Regions from separate parts of the Sus scrofa genome. Here region 1 is linked to region 2. A link is a contact called in public Hi-C data. All regions are on one chromosome and are shown on one strand. Each heading gives the region's core, a stretch centred on a gene start, on an enhancer-like site or on the middle of the called end of the contact. The rest is flanking DNA. Distances are from core to core; before and after follow the strand shown.

Region 1 (3,498 bases), core at 785-3,284, 100 kb after region 2:
TCTAGCCCCATTACTATTATCGTAATTTAGAATGCCTGCTACTATTTAAGTGGATTACTGCAATAGTCTTCACTTGTTCCTTGTCTCAAGTGAGTTTTCTGAAGCACAAATATGAATGTATAACTACCTGGATTAAAATCCTTCAGTGACTCCTCACTGCTCTGAAGATAAAGTCCAAACTCCTTAAGCATCATTTACACATGCATCTCTTTCCAGCTAATTTCTCATTATTCCCCTATTTATCTCTATAGTCCAGCCAGGATGAACAACTTTCATATCCCTTAGAACACTAACTTTATCTTCTTTTACTTAACTAGCCTCTACTCATCCTTTTGATCTCAGCATGGACATAAATTTCTTTAAGAAATTTGACCTGGTGTCAGATTAGGTGATCCTCTCACGTGTTCCTTTAGTGCTCTCACCTTTCAACTGGATAGATGTTAAGCAATTTTTTTTCACCATTTGATCTCTAGTGCCCAGAAAAGAACTTAATAATATTTGTGGAACTGATTAATTACTGGTTCCATAGGCCTGCTTCACGTGGTTCTTAATTTTTTTTTTAATGTTTTGATGGCTGACTAGAATCTCTGTGATTGGTATGTACCCTGCAGAATATAAGTTATGGATATGTAGTACTGGATATGTAGTTAACTGATGTGACTTTCAGGTTGGTTGCTTTGTGGACACAAAGAGTAATAAAAAGCCTAAGATTTGAAAAGGAAGTGAAAGAAGGAAATGTAAGCAAAAATAACTCTAATGAATTACTCTCTTCTGGAGGGGAATTTTAAATTGACTCTCATTACTATGGCACCATTGTGGATTTCAGCAGTTTCCCCCGAATACTAGAAACAAGTGCTACAGGACGCCCCTCTGGTGGCAGAGTGAACATTTGCTTACAGTGAAATAATCTTTGAAAGGAGTCATTCATTCAATAAATATTTATTGAGCAACTAATCATATACAGCATCAAGTACACGTTAAATGCTTGGGACACAACAGTAATTAAAACAGATAAAAACATCTGATTATATAGAGGTTTTGCCCCTACTTTACCTTTAGCGCCTGGAAGAATTAATATTTGTCAGTTGATTAATTACTGTTTCTTAAGCCCTGCCTCTAATCTGAATCATTCCATATTTCCTTACCTCTTCATGGCCTTCACTCTAAAGGTGGGACTGCATGGAAGATGCATACCTAAGGAAGGAGGACAGCTGTATGTAACATAATTCTCCTGGGGCAACCTCTACATCTCTCCTATTTCCTTTATTTCTGATTTTAAAATTCTTTTTACCATAAGTCAGTGTATTCACCAACAAATGTCAGTTTGTGGAAATTAAAGCAGGTTTCTTTATAGTGGAGAGTTATAAGAAATTATCTTTTATCATAATTTTATTGATGATTTGGGCTATAGTAATTATAGAAAAATGTTATTCACACATCAGAATGATTCCTAATTTAAGCCAATTATACATGTGCTCTATAAATCTTATTTAAAAGGAAATAAATTGGTTAAATATTTTGTTATATTTTTAAGCAGTTTCTCTGTATAATGTGAAAATTGAAGACGTGAATAAATTCAGCCCAAGCTACAGACTGCTTTATCTACATGTTTTAGGGATTATAAAGATAAAAGTAAGGTTATTGTTTCTTTGAGAGCTAAAGAACTCAGTAAGGCATTCATTCAGGTTTCTTCAGAAGGGAATACTTGGTTTATCAGCAGTCTGATAACACTAAAACATGCCTTATATCACATTTACAGGCATCAGAATTCTTTCAAAAAACATAGCTAATAATCAGAATGAATGTCATTTACTTTTGTTTTGGTCTCCAGGAAATACTGTTTACTTTGCTTTAAAATTTATGTGAGTCATTTTGGTTATATGCCTTTTTTAATTAGCTCGAAGGAAGCAATCACTGGGGAGAAAGCGGAAATCAATTCTGATCCGATATTGATAGCTACTGTGCTGTAAACTGTGTGTCCTTTCTAATTAAATGTAAACATGTTCAGTTCTAAAGTCCAGCAGCAATGACAACAGTCACTAGGAAAGATTGCCTAAGTACTTACTGCTCAACTGATCTGCCTGGCCTTTATTTCGTTCAGAGTTGTGCTTGTGCAATCATTGCTGGGTGAATGCTGGTTGTTAACTGACTTTTTTTAGGTCATCTTCAGAGAAAATATTTGACAAGAATGTAGAGTGCTCTGTAATACCCAAAGTTATTTATTAACTATGTCCTTCTGATAGCTAATCAATGGCATTGCACAGAGTCAAATTTGTTGCGCCAAACTGCCCCCCTGCCCAAAGCCAAGTCTTGGTAAATATTTAATGGCAGTAGAGGTGTTTTGCTAGTTATCAAACTGATATGTTAAAAGACTCTTAAAAGCAACTTTATCTTGCCTTCCCTTCCATAAATAATTTGCTCAGCAATATAGTGTGTAGGTGTAAAAGCATCAAGATTTCATTTTCCTGAGTGGCTTGCTCAGAAAAATACAAAATGAGAATATGAAAACAATGCTCATTTTAATCAGTATTCCATAACTTAAACATAAAAGGGAAAAACAAACCACCAAACTTCTCTCCTTGGTAAAATGCCAACTTAAAGGATAAAACAACCCAGCCCCTCCACTGTACTAAACACTACACCAGCCTTATTCAAAACCCATTATACAGCTGCTGTCATAAGCAAAGTTTCTGTTGCTTCTGTAAAAATCAGAGGATATATGGATTTTTGCTTTCTATTCAACACAATAAAGATTAGGTTATACATCTTGATCTTTTTTAGTTTCTGAATTTTTAGGCCCCTTTGTTTCATATGCTAACTCCTGGCTGGGCACAATAAAAAGCGACCGCTTTTTTTTTTTTTTAATCTGGAATAAATCTCTTCAGACAAATCTTATTAGAATACTTGATAATTGCTTAAACTCCTTCTAAAAATAAGGCTGATTTTTTAAAAAATTCTCACTTATTTAGTTTTTACAGATTTTAAGGAAGTTAACGCATTTCTTTTTTATTCTGGCATGCATACTGGTCTAAAAGTTTAACACTAAATTTACTCTAAATACTGACTTATGGAGTATGACTATTAATAGCCTAACTGTAGAAAGCCACAAATTATCTTCCTAAATATCAAGTAAGACCTGGAAACTCAAAGCATTGCACTGAATTAATGACCCTTCAAGATGCATCCTACATCAAAAGGGTTAAAATTGAAAATAAAGAAAAAAGGGTAAAAGTTTAAAGTTTAAAGTTTTCAGAAAGGGAAAATATTACAAATGTGCCAGATTTGAGGTGGAAACATTGGATTTCATAATTTTGGGATGATCTGGTTTATTTTACTTTGTGGTGGTCTGAAAGGAATGTTTATACATTTTTTTGCCTGACACAGCTAGTGTACAGAAGAGAAATAGCCTCCCACTATCAATGACATATGAAGTTAATTTTTAAGATATTACTGATGGCCCAACTGCTATTGAAGGCAAGGTTCTTGAATTTTTCCTAA
Region 2 (3,566 bases), core at 374-2,873:
AGATATCTTTTGAAGACAAGTTAAAACATATTTCTTAAAATGAGATTAATAACGTTTTTTTAAACTTTGCCAAACAAGAATATCTTGCAGATTCTTAGTCCTTTTAGAAAGATTTTGTTCTACTGCTACTTAAAGAAACCCAGTGGTTGTCAGAAAGTACAACACATACAAACTCTCTCTCTTGCTCTCTTTCTCTCTGTCTCTGTCTCTCTCTCTCTCTCTCACACACACACTCAGAAACCACACACACATCATCTCACAATCTCTCACCAACTCAGTGCCTATCATCCAGTCACTTTTTAGTCGGTCCTCCTCAGGAATTATGAGCAAACCACCACCCAGAGCCTCGTAGGAGCCAAGAGGTTTTGCCTGTGGGAGCACTTCCCACCGATGTCCAGGACTGATTAGAAACCAAGCGGGCACCGGGGTCCTAGCCCAGCCACTCCATAACAGAGATAGGACGAGGCACCGTAGTCACCACCGCTGGCCTCAGCGTGGCACCTCTCTAGCCGAGCAAATGCACTCCCGCTCCCGAGCCCAGGCTCTCCCAGCACGTATTTAGGGAGATGTCTCCTCCCCCTGACCTTTCCCTATCAGAAACCTGACGGTCGCCTCCAGCTCAGTCCCCGAGGCTGCGGAAGGGGGGCGGGAGGAGGAGCTGGGCTTAGAGAGGACGGCCCGACTCGGGTCCGCCTGCCCTATCACACAGACATCTGTTCTCAGTTTCTTCCTCTTTATGATCGCTACAGATGACAAGGGGGAGTAGAGCGGACTGAGGCGGAAAAAAAAGTTATGTCATAAAGATATAAAACGGTGCTGTGACTCACCTGCTCTTAGCCGCAGGTACGGGTTTCGTGGCAGCGTCTCCACTCTGCTAGCCAGGAGCCCGGATCGGCCTAACGTCACTTGGCTCGGCTGACTCAGATGGCCGAGTTTCTAGTGACGGGGCAAAAGTGGGGCTTTTTCCTTTTTCAAGCCTGAAGTACAGGGCAGGGGCGGGGAGGGAGGGGAGTCTGTATTCTCCAGGCTCCCGGGGTTGAACTTTAGGTCAGGAATCAGAAGGGCGGGGGCTGGAAGCCAGCAGAAGAACAAGAGGCAGGAAGGGCGCGGGACGGGGCCGCATCACGGGCCTCTAGAGGGCCCCGAGTCCTCCTCGGAAGACCCTGGGGTCGGGTAGCAGACACTATCCTTCGAGCCCCCGCTTCAACGCCACCGCCCCCAGCTCTTCTTCGGCTGCGCGGTTCCCATCCACAACCCTTGCTAGCCCGCCCGGCCCCGCCTATTTTTCTTTTTTCCTCTTCCAAAGGGGGTTACACCCCCACCACCACCCCATTTTCCTCTTCCCCCAGCCTCCGGGCCTAAACCAATTACACTGCTTGGCAAACAAAGTGAGGGCCGGGTTTGGGGGAGGGGGCTCGATGGGAGGGGGCGCAGGGGCGCGCGCGGCGGCGGCGCGGCTGGGCGGGAGGCGCGGGCTGCTGGACTGGCGGGCGGCCGCCTCGCAGGTGCACCTCAGGCTTTGTAGGTGCGAGCGTCTTTGTGCGGCGGACAAATGGGGAGAGGACGAGGAGGTGGGCACTCGAGCGACGTAAGATCCACATCAGCTCAACTGCACTCATCTCGCAGAGGCCGCCCGCTCACTTCCCGCGGAGGCGCTCCCGGGCGCCGCGCTCCGCGGCCGCCACCTGCCCCCGCCCGCCGCGCCGCCGCGCACGCCGCGCCCCGCAGCGCCTGGCTTCCTCCTTGCTAGGGTGGCGTTGGGCCGGCGCGGGCGCTCGGGTGATTGCCGCTGCTCGGCTCCCCGCCCCCAGCCCTGCGCCGCGCGGCTGCCCGTCGCTTTGCACAGGGCTGGATGGTTGCATCGAGCAGGGTGGCTCCAGGATGTTAGGGACTGTGAAGATGGAAGGGCATGAGAGCAGCGACTGGAACAGCTACTACGCGGACACACAGGAGGTGAGACGCGGGCAGCAGGCGGGACGTTTTCGGGCCCCGTGCCGGAGGAAGCCTGGCGAGGCGAGCGCCCGGAAGGGCGGGCGGCTGGCGGACTTGAGGCGCCTTTTGCGTGCCACCGCTGCTTGCCCACCGGGTTTGGCCCCGACCGGGCCTTGGCCGAGCCGGGGATCCAGATCCGCAGCCCCGCCGGGGAAGCTGGATCCCGGCGCCTAGATCGAGCGAGATGGTTTGAAGAAACTCTGGCTCTGAAAGCACTCGCTTTGGGAAGCACTTGCCTCCTCCTTGCTGAGAACGGGAGCCGGAGCCTGGCCCGGGGTGTCGCGGGTTGGCGGGCCGGCGCCGGCATGAGTTGGAGGCAAAACTCTGAAAACGCCGGAGTTCGCCCGCCCAACATCCTTTGTCCCGCAGTTGAATTCTCAGTTGTCTTCTGGTGAAAGCGCGCACCTGCTAAGTTGAGCGTCTTAATAATGAAATGATTCAGAAATTTTGTAAAACTTCTTCAAAAGCCCTGTTTGGGGAGAAGTATGCTCGTTCTTCTCTAGAACCGCTGGGTGGCGCTGGTGCGAGCTGACTTTTCCTCCAGCACTCCGGGCGGGCGGAGAACCTGTTTCTCTTCATTGTCCCCTTGGTGGCACGTTCATGTGGTTTATTTTACAATGTGCACAAAGGGATTGCGAAGAAAATCAGGTACAGGCAGGACCACCACCTACTAAAAGTATTTCTCTGGAAATAGCTGGCGGTTACCCCCGAAAAAGTTTACCATTATTGAAAACGTTTATTAAAAATGATTTGGATAATCTTTAGGAAAAGTAAAAAATACTTTAAGACATGGCCAGAAAATTATAAAATCAGGAAATATTTTCCTAGTAACTGACTTATTTAGATTTGTGTGTATATATATATATATTCACAAATTTACCTTGAGTTTATTTGCATGCCATAGCAGAATGTATGCCTACTTAAATTTGTTTGTTCACCTTTTACGTTTTCGAATAGAATTATGTTTTCTGATGAAAATAAAAGTAAGGATATCATTATTTCTATTAAGTTATCAGAGAAGTAGTTTTTATATTTCTGTGCTCTATATTTTATAACATATATAGTGCATTCTCAAATTGCTATTGATAAGGGTTTTCTCCAACTGATGATTTAAGAAGGAGCTCAGAACTCTTCCTCAGCGTTAATTCAGATACAGTCATCTGCACTCACTAATCAATTAAATTCTCTATGGAAAGAGCTTCCTTACAGATTAAAGCTGAGAATTAGTAAGTAGAGTAACATTAAGAGAAAGTAAATGGACTTTGATTTTGGATTTTTAAAATATTTGAAACTATTCATATAGTTTCAAAAGCCAGATTTTTAGGGGATCAGTGGCAAAGTATCAGTGAAAAAATAGACGATTATTTCTACAAATTGCATCATTAAATTTTTTAAAAATTAGGGACCTGGAAATAGAGAATGAAATTAGTGCAAGTTTATGAATGGCTGTAAAGTCATGTTAAAGTTAAATGAAATGATATTTGTTATGCAACCCTCCCTGCCCCTTCTCCTGTTGTAGATTGATTTTTAATTTTTTCCCAAAACTTAACTTCTGAGTTTCTTTCTCTTTTCAA

What was found. Hi-C and Micro-C count contacts between places; a contact is called where the count stands out from the background.
Region 1: a Hi-C map of fetal liver shows a contact between it and region 2, with 2.9 times the contacts expected there. The contact joins the enhancer-like site here to the promoter of FOXA1 in region 2. A contact is called at or near these places in 1 of 5 promoter capture datasets (liver) and 5 of 47 Hi-C or Micro-C datasets (fetal liver, liver and skeletal muscle).

The regions. Positions count from the first base shown.
Region 1 is chr7:62,571,522-62,575,019 of Sscrofa11.1, forward strand. The region is part of intron 10 of MIPOL1 (mirror-image polydactyly gene 1 protein); the gene reads right to left. Among named protein-coding and RNA genes, the nearest start is that of FOXA1, 100 kb to the left of the region's middle. Within about 2 kb of position 2,035, at least 4 of the 83 cell types and tissues checked have an H3K27ac peak or open chromatin away from gene starts, as enhancers often do. A contact at or near this core is called in fetal liver, where this site is marked.
Region 2 is chr7:62,469,610-62,473,175 of Sscrofa11.1, forward strand. FOXA1 (hepatocyte nuclear factor 3-alpha) reads left to right here and starts at 1,624. Exons shown (of 2, transcript XM_001929276.4): 1 at 1,624-1,953. The coding sequence starts at 1,882.